4 separate regions of the Mus musculus genome follow, and all the other regions are linked to region 1. A link is a contact called in public promoter capture Hi-C data. All regions are on one chromosome and are shown on one strand. Each heading gives the region's core, a stretch centred on a gene start, on an enhancer-like site or on the middle of the called end of the contact. The rest is flanking DNA. Distances are from core to core; before and after follow the strand shown.

Region 1 (2,602 bases), core at 45-2,544:
AGTACCCCGGAGCTCTTGACTCTAGCTGCATATGTATCAAAAGATGGCCTAGTCGGCCATCACTGGAAAGAGAGGCCCATTGGACTTGCAAACTTTATATGCCCCAGTACAGGGGAACGCCAGGGCCAAAAAGGGGGAGTGGGTGGGGAGGGGAGTGGGGGTGAGTGTATGGGGGACTTTTGGGATAGCATTGGAAATGTAAATGAGGACGATACCTAATAAAAAATTAAAAAAAAAAAAAGAATTGAAAGAACACCCTGCATTGTATTTAACCATACATTTTTAAAGCCACAGATCAACAACAGAAACAACAACAACAAAAATTACCTAAGGGGGTAGGGTTAATGAGGAGGGGGGTTCTCTGGAGAGGTCTTGTGAGATGAAATGAATATTGTTATTTGAACTGAGAAACAGAAAAAGATACGTTCCCTGGGTGAGTGATGAGCAACAAGTTCCAGTAGAATTATGTACAGTATGGTTCTGCAAGCATGTTATTCCAACAAACGAGCTTATGAGGAAATGCCATTCACTTGTTATTCAGAACAAAATTGCTATGCGAGCAAAGATCATTTCTAGTCCTTTCAATGTCCTTCCATCCTTAGAGTTCGGTTGGCAGAAAGCAGGAACCCACTTGACTAGAGAAGGTAGTCGGGGTGGACAAATGTGGGCAGGAGAAGGGAGGAGAGAGTGAGGGATACTACATTTTCGGAAGTCCTGTGTGAAACACAGTGAAACACGAGGTCTCACCGTGTTGCTCTGGCTAGCCTAAAACTCTCCAATGTAGAACAGGCTGGCCTGGAAACCTGAGATCCTCCTGCCTCTGCCTCCCAGTGCCACCATTCGGGCTATCTCCCCCTTAAACAGCAGGCGACTGCTGTGCCACCTGCAAGAGCAGCTCAGCAACTTTCTCAGGAGGCCACGCACAGATAGCAGGCACATCCCGACAAGGGGCCAGACCGTCAAGTCCCAGACTTCTTTTTCCTGCTAAGGTACCCTCGGGACATCAGCCTCGGGAGGGACAGACCCACAGGACGGCGGGGACAGGGTCGCCGAGGCCAATCCGGCCAGGCCGCGTCACTTCTGCAGGACAGCCACACGCCGGGGATCTCGGGGATGGGCGAGACCTCCCAACAAGCCCCCGAGAAGCCCGCTCGAGCCGGCTGCCGGGACCTCCCGACGCCTGCCGCCTCCAGACCTCGGCAACCCCAGGCTCTTACCAGCCTCTGCTCTCCAGAATTGGCGCCCGCAGAGAACCAGCGAATGCGCCTGCGCACTCACAGCCCGAGGAGCACGCGCGCTCCCAGCGGCGCTCACGGGAGCGAGCCCGTAAGGCGAGGGGGCGGAGTGGTGGGCGGAGTCATCGTGGAGGGGCGGGACTGGGAGAGCTAGACTGCCACGTTGCGGGAGGCGGGGTGCAAGCCCTGGAATTCGAGAAGCCTGGCGGCTGGGGTTAGGTCAGGGGCAGGTGGAAAGCCCCTTGCTCCTCTTTCCCGGGACCACGGCCAAAGCTTGAGCGGCTGCTTAGCCCACGGATTCCTGTGAGGGGCGGCTCCTGCGCTCTTCGCACTGGCGAGCCCTTGGCCAGTCCTCATCCCGAGTGGCAGGTCTTCCTCCTGGGTCAGTGCCCTACAGCAGCCAGCCTACTTTCTTAGAGCTAAGCAAAGACTACTTGCCCCAGTAAAGTTGAGAAGTTACTTCTAGTGAGAAACCGTTTCTAGAGCCTCTGGGTTGAGCCTATGAGCAGCAATAGCTACACACGGTGACATTCTCACCTCTAGGGAGGCTGAGGCAAGAGGATGGAGAGTAAGAGGGTCAGCCTGAGATACACAGCAAGACCCTGTCCCTGACCCGCCAAAAAAAAAAAAAAAAAAAAAAAACTCCGTCCCAGAATAGACACTACATGCCCCATCAGGCAACTTGAACCATCCGTTCCCACATTTGCCAAAAATAATATCCCCCTCCTTCCCTCACACCCTGCTTTTGATTTGTGCCATTTTGTAGACACCAACTCTGACATAAGTGAAAACAAATATTGAGTATTGCTGGGGGAGGTGAATTGGGGGTGGGGGAAGAAGTATGTGTTACCTGTGTGTACTTGAAGAGATCAAAGGTCGATGCTGGTGTCTTTCTCTATCCATCCCCACCTTACATTTTGAGACAGTCTTTCACTCAACCTAGAGCTCACCTGTTTGACTACACTGGAGTCTCTGCTCTCACAAAATTCTCTTCAAAAAGCATTTCCCATGCAAAAAAAGAATAGAAAGCAGCACAATGAAGTGCACACTGTCACATTAGTAGTATACACACCACAGTCCATGGGAGTTAAGACAAGACTTGGACTCGGTGTAAACTATTAACTGTCAGGAAAGGCTTCTTCCTGAATGAGCCACCTTAGCTTTGAAAGAAAAATCAGACACAGGTGATAATGGATGTGTCAGAGGGAAAAGTTATGGTTAGACCAGGGTGAGAACTAGGAAGGGTCAATGGGACAGGGGATGTGTAAAGGTCTTTGTAATGTAGGAAGTGTGCAGGACAGCAAGGTTAAAGGAAAGAATATTATGGGATGGTCCCCAAGGTAGTGTGTTGGGAAGCTTGGAATCGA
Region 2 (2,602 bases), core at 69-2,568, 900 kb after region 1:
CTAAAGTGACCAGTTGTGAGCCATCATTCCAACGCTGGGAATCAAACCTGGGTCCTCTGCAAGAGCGGCATTTTAAAAATGAGGTGTCGGAAAAAATAGAGACCTCACTTAAATGTCTGGGTTTCTGGCTTCTCTGGGAAAATGAGCCGCTCCTGTCATATTCCTTCCTTTCACCGGATGAGGATAACCCAGCAGGCCTTAGTAGGCAGAGTCTGAGGCTGCTCTCCCTTGGGCCACAGACCCTCCCCCAACTCCTATTTGGGCTCCAGCACTGAGGCCATCATTCCCATTTGTTACTGCTATCATGAAAGCTTCGTGGAAATGAAGTCATCCTAATAACTATGTTTCTGTCGAAACGGAAATTAAATGTCTCTTGATTCAAATTATCTGTCCCATCTGGGTCACGATGTCAAAAATAAAACTCCTTGGGCTGCTTTCTGGGCATGGATTCTAGGAAGGTGGGCCAGGGGAGGTCACAGCTGGACTCTGGATACCTGCCAGCTGCCATCTCCTTCCCTCCCCCTTCTGTTGGTCCTCTCTGTGAGGGGTTAGGAGAAACCACTCCACTTCTCTTTCCAGGTGTTGGCCCAAGTGGTCCTTAGCTATCTGTCCATTCAAGCTTAGTAACTTTTAATTGGTACAAAGCTGCTGTGGAGATGGGTGTATGAAGAGAAGACGGATTTTTATGTGGAGCTGAAACATGGATTTGGAAGGAAATTGGAAGGGAAATGGCTTAGGAGACATCTAAGTCCTGTTGTGAACGACTCTCACACCCCCACACTGGGGCTAGGACCCCACTGCTCACAGGATCTCAGTTGTCAGGCCTTGGTTCGTGTTCTGATTTGGGCAGTTATTACCCTTACCCTGTCTGATACTGTTTCTCCACCATGGTGGGGACGGAAACGTCTAGACTCCAGAGTCTAGACAAACTTAGAAAAACGCACGGGGGAGCCCTGGGGAAATCTGGAAAGCGCCTTACACAGGCTGAGACTTTTCTGGTTTCTTTTCCAAAAGTTTTTCTTCTTAACTCTGTCCAAGGCTAAGACCCTCCCCTCGGTGTCGCAATTCTGCCCCTTCCTATACACCAAAGCCCGCGCCGCGTCAGGAAGGCGGGGACTCGGGTGGCGGCGGCGAGGATCCGGCTCCTGCGCTCCCAGTCCCGCAGCTGGCGCGGTAGGTGTGCCCACAGCTAGTGCGTCCCGGCTCCAGGCCCAGCCCGGCGACCTGAGGGCGCCCGGAGGGTGTGCGCGCCCGGGACAGCAGGGTGCGGCGGCGCGCGGTGCGTGCCGGACGCGGACGGTGCAGAGGAAGGAGGATCGTGCCACTGAAGACCGTGCAGCTGCAGCTGCGTGCACCCCGAAGCCGGGTGGGAGCTCGCGTTGCTCCTGCACAGCGGTCGCTTCCTGCCAGAACCCCGCGGTTCCCCAAGGTAAGTGGTCTGGCGTCCTCTCGCCCCGGACACACGCCCCGCGCGACCCAGGCTGCGCCCGCTGCGCTCCGCGACCCCTGCTAGCGCCGCGTCCCTGCAGAGGCTGCGGCAGCCTGAGCCGGGAGTCCGGAGGGTCGGGGAAGGAGGGTACCCGCTCTTGCTTTCCAGCTCTGGGTACTAGGGAGACCGTAGAAGGGGGATCTCGTCGTCCTTGAGACTCAGGTGGTGCAGACCCTCGCAGCTGTCCTCAGACGGACGCTGCGGTCCTGGATGCAGCTTACGGGACTGGGGGCGCCTCCCGGCTGGCTTACAGGACTACCTTAAATATCGCCGAGTCTCTTTCATTTTGCAAAACATCGCGCCTGTTCCCCAGCCCGCACCTCCCTCCTCCTAGGTGAAGTTTCTAGAGCTATGATGGGATGCGACCTTGGGCAGAGGGAGGAGGGCTGCCCTGCATCTGTGTGCTAGGCGCTGGCTGAGGATACTTTGCCAAGCCCATGTGCCTCTTGGTTAGCTCTCCTCCCCTCCCCATCTTCTTTAAGGTCAAATCTTTGACCCCAGAACTTTGTCGCTGCAGACTGACCAGTTACAGACAGGAGCTGAAAAGTCCATGCATTCTACGCTTGGCTGGAACCTACTCTCATCGTGCTACCCTGGGCTGCAGAAAACCAGACTACTACTTCCCAAGCATCCTGGGATACAGACTTGTAAGACCAGGGTGGGCATTTTCCAGGAGAAAGAGGCTATTCCATTTCAAGGATGTCCTCTGAGGCTTGTGCAAAGTCTTATGCAAACAGGACCAGGGGAGAATCACCTGCAGCCAGTGATGGGGTTACAGCCAAGAGAGAAGGCATCTCTAGTTTAAAGTGCAATCCCGGAGGACCTACCTGAGTAAACCAAATTGGGCTCCTTAGCTTCTCAAGACAGGGCACAGAAAAGCATGTTGCTTCCCAAGGAAGCAGAAGTGGGGTCCACTTTGGCATTGCCCTTAAAGTCCAGCCTCCTACCTCAAGGAGGCGTGATGTGTCTCAGGGACAGTGTGTTGTAGGAATGATGTAAAAGCCAGAGAAAAAGCACACACAAAAAAAGTTCAGAACCAGATATCAGGCAAGGTTTTCAGATACAAAGGTAAACAGAACCGTGCACTGGCTTCAGGAAGCTTGCTGTCCAATG
Region 3 (2,602 bases), core at 53-2,552, 790 kb after region 1:
CAGTTCACTGTACACTGCAGGGAAACCATTTCTGGGAACCAACTCAGGAAAAACTGGACAACTGGCAAAATTTCCCATCTTATCTGCAACTTAAATTTTTGTCTCTTGGCCCCTTAAATGTTCTTGATGAAATGACCTGTTAGGAATGATAAACCAGCCTTCGCAAAACTGTCAGACTTCCCCCAAGCACTAATGACTCCGGAAAGGTGTCTTCCTGGGAGCCAGTGAGAGAAAAGTCATCAGCCAGCTCAAACAGCGGCCGTCATCTCGGCCAGCCACCCAATCTGGGACCCTCTAAACAGCCAGCCAGCACTGATGGTCACCAAGAGCGCGACACTTTCCCGGGTGCCCAATCTTATGTTCTCCACGTCCCTTCTCAGAGCTTTCAGTCAAAAAAGCCTCTCCAGAACTATAACCCAAGCTTCGCACAATGAACTTAGCCCTAAGTCTTCTTGACCAAATGACACCGTGAATCCTCAGTCCCACTACTTTTCAAATCTGTGTACAATGATAGGATTCAACTCTTCTTTCAAGAAAAACGTGAAACAATAAAAACAAACTCTTGGGCGCAGGGTTAAGACACGTGGCGCCGTACACACTTCTGGAGAAACTGTAAGTCAAGAAAATGCGCGGTAAAATTTCGCAAGCCCCGACCCAGGACACTGCGATCACAAACATCTCTTCTCCCGGCCAGCCTCTCCCATTACGAAAGGCGTGGGCAGAGGGGCACTTGGGTCCTGGGTGTGCCACCCCGGGGGTCGCCGCGCCCGCCGGCAGTCCCTCGCAGCGCAGCCCGAGCCTAAGGGGCCCTCCCCACCGTCAGCACCTGCCGCGCAGCCCCGGGCCCTGAACCCCGGGCGCTCCTTACCCGGTCATGGCCCTTCGCGAGTCCGCGGCGCCGCCGCCGGGGAGACCAGCCGGGCAGAGTGCGGGCGCGACAGGTGAGCCCGGCCGCCGTCCCGGGAGAGGGATCGCTGGTGGGCGCCTCCCGCGGGGGAGTGACCATTCGTCCGCGGAGCGGGAGCCGGGCCGCCGCTCGGTCCTGCCCGCCGCGGCACCACTACATCCCCGGCGCAGCCCGGCCGGGAAGGCTACGGGCGCACAGCGGTGGCGGCGCTCCCGAGCCGCAGGGTCCCCGCACGGCCGCCGAGGGGGAACTTGGCGCGTTTTCCTCAGTCTCAGGACCCCCGCGAGTGAACCCCCGCCCGCGCCAGCGTCGCGGCTGGAGGTGGCGTCCACGGAAAGTGCCGGTTCTCCTCTCCACGTTGCAGAGGCGCGAAAGGCGCGAGCCGCCGCGCGACCGCCCCTCGCCCCCGGCACGCTCGGCTCCGGAACCAGCTGGAACGGTAGTTCCTCCCGGGGCCTAACGGGTTCTGCAGTTTAAACAGCGCAGGCAGCGGCACGGGCAGCTCGCGCGGGTCCTCGCAGAGGCGCGCGCTGCGCAGGAGGCCGGGCTGGCGCGCAGGAGGCTCACTCGCTCGCTCACGCCCTCTTTTTTTTTTTTTTTTTTTTTTTTTTTAATTCTTTTTAAACATTAGCACTCGCGAGTTGAAGGGGAGGGAGCTTACGGGTCGGGAGATGGGACAGGGAGTGACTGGGACAAGCCCCTTCCTCAGGTGCTCAAATGCGCCAATCCAGGCTGAACAATTTCCAAAACCTCATTCCTCCGCCCCACCAGGAAGAGCCAATCAAAAAGTACCTATACGAATAAAACAATTAGCCGGCAGAGAAGACAGTCTGACCAATAAAAAAAGTACAAGGAACGAGGCCCAGCCAATCCCGGGAGAGCATACGGCGCCCTGGAGCGGCTCTTTGCAAGCTCATTGGCGCTCCAGTGCGCGCTTTCTCTGCCGAGGTTAGGGTTCCGCTTTCCGTTTTGTTAGCATGGGGAGGTGGCGAGCCCGGAGGGTGTGGCTTCTGGGCCGAGGCCCCGGTGCAGGCCCGCCTCTTTCTTTCTTTTTTTTTTTTTTTCTTCCCCCTCCTGGCGTGCCCTCTCCGGAAGGGTTACCAAAGACGCTCGGAAAATGGCTGATGCGCTTTGCTAGCTGCTCGGCGCCCGCTGGGCGTCCAGTTTACCGAGGAAGCCGCGGTCCACCCTATCTCAAGTTGTGCGTTAAGAATGAGCACTGCCTTAGCTAGACAGTGCACAGCCGAACGCCTTGGAGCCTCGGGTCCTTCTCCCCTCTCGCAGGCTGCACAAGGGTTTTAGTTCTCAGGCTGGTCTCGCGGCTGGAGCTTCAACGGGTTCTGGCGCGAGCCGGTACCGAATGACCCACAGGCAGCCGCACAGCCTCACCCGGTTTGGGCTTGGTTCTGTATGCTCTGTCTTTTGTGAGATGATCTCACAGTGCGGTACTACAGCTGATGAGAACTCAGTACAAATCCGTTCAAGTGGGGTTTTTTTGTTGTTTTTTAAATGTCCACTGTGTGCGTTGCCCTGTTTAATGCCCATCGTGAGTTGGTCTGTTGAATGGCCACGGTGTGTGTTGCTCGGTTTAGTACCCACTGTGTGCGTTGCCCTGTTTAGTGCCCTCCGTGTGTGTTGCCCTGTTTAATGCCCTGTTGAACTATTTTCAGCATGGTAGGGATAACAAGCGAAGGG
Region 4 (2,602 bases), core at 39-2,538, 590 kb after region 1:
CAAGGTCACATGGGGAGGAGGCAGAAAGCAACTGGGTTTCTATCATGAACAATGGAAAGGTCTGGAACAGTGTTACAGCAAAGTTAGACTTGGAGCAGCTGTATCTTTCCCCATGGACTCAAATATTCTGAAAACAGAACCGCAGCTAGCTCACATTTGGGCTCTAGCATACCTGCATTTAAGTACATGTTAAATATATACCCACCTCGAATGGGCTATCCTCACCGTAAACCAGTGTTTTAAAGGCATCCAATCACCTGGTTCAAACCCAGGTTAGGGTACAGACGGGAAGTCCTGGACCCACTTAATGAGTGCTTTCTGTTCTGTATGACTGGGCAAGTGACCAGGCTTCAAGCTGAAGGTTTCGCTATGGTGAGAGACAATCTAACACGCTCCACAAGGATACAGAGGACATTTAGTAACTGCAAATAAGGTATATTAAATTCTTAAAACATTTAGGAGGGAAGGTGTCACAAGAAGCCAAAGGATTTTTCTTAGTTTCACAATTTCAGAACCCAATGCATTAGAACAAGACTGACACAGGTTCTATTTATAGAACATCAAAAGGATGGAAAACAGTTCATCTGATGGATATGCATGTACGCATACATATGAAATGAGAATGCCAGAGTAACTGTAAAGGACTCACAAGAGAATTCTTTACAGGGATAACTGTTCTTGGAGAAAAGGGCCTGGGCTCTGGGTCTCACGTTCACGGGAGGAGCTTGCCATGTGTGACCAAGGGCAAGTCACAGCTTCTCTGAGACAATTTTTTTCTCTCTAAAATGGAGCTAAATCTACTTCAAAGAGCTGTTGTGGAGATTAAGTAAGATCATGCGTGTAAGCTTGGCCATGCACCACAAATCAGCGATTATCACACCACCTTTGTGGGAGAGTTCTTTCTACAAAGAAGAGCCATTGTTTCTCCAGCTAGACCCCACTCACGAGGTCGGGGCGTGCAAGAAAGGTGCTTTAAACTGCCTGGAGTCAGGAGCTGCAGGAACCAAGCCGCAAGGCCCTTTCCATTTCCTAACCTTCCCTTTGGGGAAAGCACAGCCCCGCGCGCGTTCGGCGGCTACGGTCACGGCCCCGTCGTGGGTCTTCCCGGTCGTGGCGGCAGGGCAGCGAGGGCTCGCGGCCCGGTTCCACACCCGGCGTCGCATCAGCTCCCGCGGGCTCCGGCGGCCTTCCAGCCCGGCCTCCAGCCGGGATTGGCGCGCGAGGCGAAGGGGGGTGGCGGGGGCGGGGGCAGAGAGAGGTTCCTCGTGCGCGCCTCCTCGGCGCATTACGGTACCCTGGTTCCGCGCTCCAGCGGCCGGCCCAGCCTCGCGGTGGGGTCCGGAGAGCCGACGGGCGAGCGCGCGGGAGGGAGCGCGAACGGGAGCGCGAGGAGGAGGAGGCCGCCCAGCCCCGCGTCCAGCCCCGCGTCCAGCCCCGCGCCGCCGCAGCCATGGCGGAGCGCCGCGCCTTCGCTCAGAAGATCAGCAGGTACGCGGCGGGGAGCCCGGCCGGGCCCCCGGGGTGCGAGGGTGGGTGTGGCGCGGCCCACGGGCCTTGCCGCGCGGTCCCGGGCCTGCAGTCCGCGCCCCGCCAGGCCCGCAGGGCGTGCGGCAGCTCGGCGGTTCTTTGTGTCCGCAGTCGCGTCCTCCCCGGCGCTCCACGCCCACGCCCCGGCTCCGGGCGCCCCAACAAAAGGAACTGGCGTGGAGGCCACGGCGCTCACGCACCCGTCGCCACCGCTGACAGCACCCCGGACGCCCCGCCCGCCCCAGCGGCTCCGCACCCACGCCTGCACAGGCACACTGAGGCCGCAGTGCAAAGTTATGGGCTGCGGGACATGGGAGCACCCCACTTACCCGTGGGCTCGGTGGGCGTTCTTTCTCTGGCCCCAGAGGAAGATGGATGACCCGACCCGCACTGGGCTTTATGCGTGGGCCTAGGAGTAAACCACCCACCGAGGATAAGGTTCCCCAGCAGTTTACCTCCCTGTCCAGATAAAAAAATGGAAGGATGTTTGTAGAATTTAGCTATGGGATGTACTTATGGATAAGGAACTAGGCATTGTTTGTTTGTTGTCTCATTAAAGCCTTATTTCTGCGACTTAGGCTTAAAGAAAGGCAACATTCAGATGAAATTTTGTGATGGCTGTATATATTTCTGTGGTTCTGAATCTTTTTAGCTTGTTGATATTTGTAGAAGGTTTTTGGATATGTTGGAGAAAAGCTTTTATTAGTTTCCGGACCCCCACAATGTTAAGGCTTTTGGGACACTTTTTTTTTTTTCCCATTTAAAACTAACATCTCATTGCATCTCTGTCTTTGGCTAAGATCAGATGTAAATGAACCCTTTTTGAGTTTTAAAATATGTATTTCATATTCTTCTTAAATAAGTTCTTAGGAATATGGGTGCTACTGGTAGACTAAGATAAATTACAATACTGAGTGTTTTTAAAATCGGGACCTTCACCAGGTTGTTGAAATTCTCTTGCATGTTAGTTGTCTCATCTGAAAAATGGTAATAATGGTATCTAGCTTATTGGGTTGTCGTGAATTTTAAATGGTCATTTTTTTTATAAAGCACTTAATAGTGCATTGTCCATATT

What was found. Promoter capture Hi-C pulls out the DNA fragments that hold promoters and counts their contacts. Capture Hi-C pulls out chosen DNA fragments and counts their contacts.
Region 2: a promoter capture Hi-C map of adipose tissue shows a contact between it and region 1. The contact joins the promoter of Kank4 here to the promoter of Alg6 in region 1. A contact is called at or near these places in 1 of 39 promoter capture datasets (cranial neural crest) and 1 of 9 other capture datasets (adipose tissue).
Region 3: a contact with region 1 is called in a promoter capture Hi-C map of liver, with 4 times the contacts expected there. The contact joins the promoter of Usp1 here to the promoter of Alg6 in region 1. A contact is called at or near these places in 12 of 39 promoter capture datasets (the 3T3-L1 cell line, the C10 cell line, the HPC-7 cell line and 7 more), 5 of 484 Hi-C or Micro-C datasets (B cells, the G1E-ER4 cell line, erythroblasts and 1 more) and 1 of 115 datasets of contacts at active chromatin or transcription factors (memory CD8 T cells).
Region 4: a promoter capture Hi-C map of liver shows a contact between it and region 1. The contact joins the promoter of Dock7 here to the promoter of Alg6 in region 1. A contact is called at or near these places in 1 of 39 promoter capture datasets (cranial neural crest) and 1 of 9 other capture datasets (liver).

Annotation. Positions count from the first base shown.
Region 1 is chr4:99,714,322-99,716,923 of GRCm38.p6, reverse strand. It overlaps Alg6 (asparagine-linked glycosylation 6 (alpha-1,3,-glucosyltransferase)), which reads right to left and starts at 1,294. Exons shown (of 15, transcript NM_001081264.1): 1 at 1,218-1,294.
Region 2 is chr4:98,816,253-98,818,854 of GRCm38.p6, reverse strand. It overlaps Kank4 (KN motif and ankyrin repeat domains 4), which reads left to right and starts at 1,318. Exons shown (of 10, transcript NM_172872.3): 1 at 1,318-1,429. It overlaps I0C0044D17Rik (RIKEN cDNA I0C0044D17 gene), which reads left to right. Exons shown (of 3, transcript NR_151512.1): 3 at 1-380.
Region 3 is chr4:98,922,510-98,925,111 of GRCm38.p6, reverse strand. It overlaps Usp1 (ubiquitin specific peptidase 1), which reads right to left and starts at 1,302. Exons shown (of 9, transcript NM_001301414.1): 1 at 869-1,302.
Region 4 is chr4:99,119,611-99,122,212 of GRCm38.p6, reverse strand. It overlaps Dock7 (dedicator of cytokinesis 7), which reads left to right and starts at 1,288. Exons shown (of 50, transcript NM_001369286.1): 1 at 1,288-1,488. The coding sequence starts at 1,451.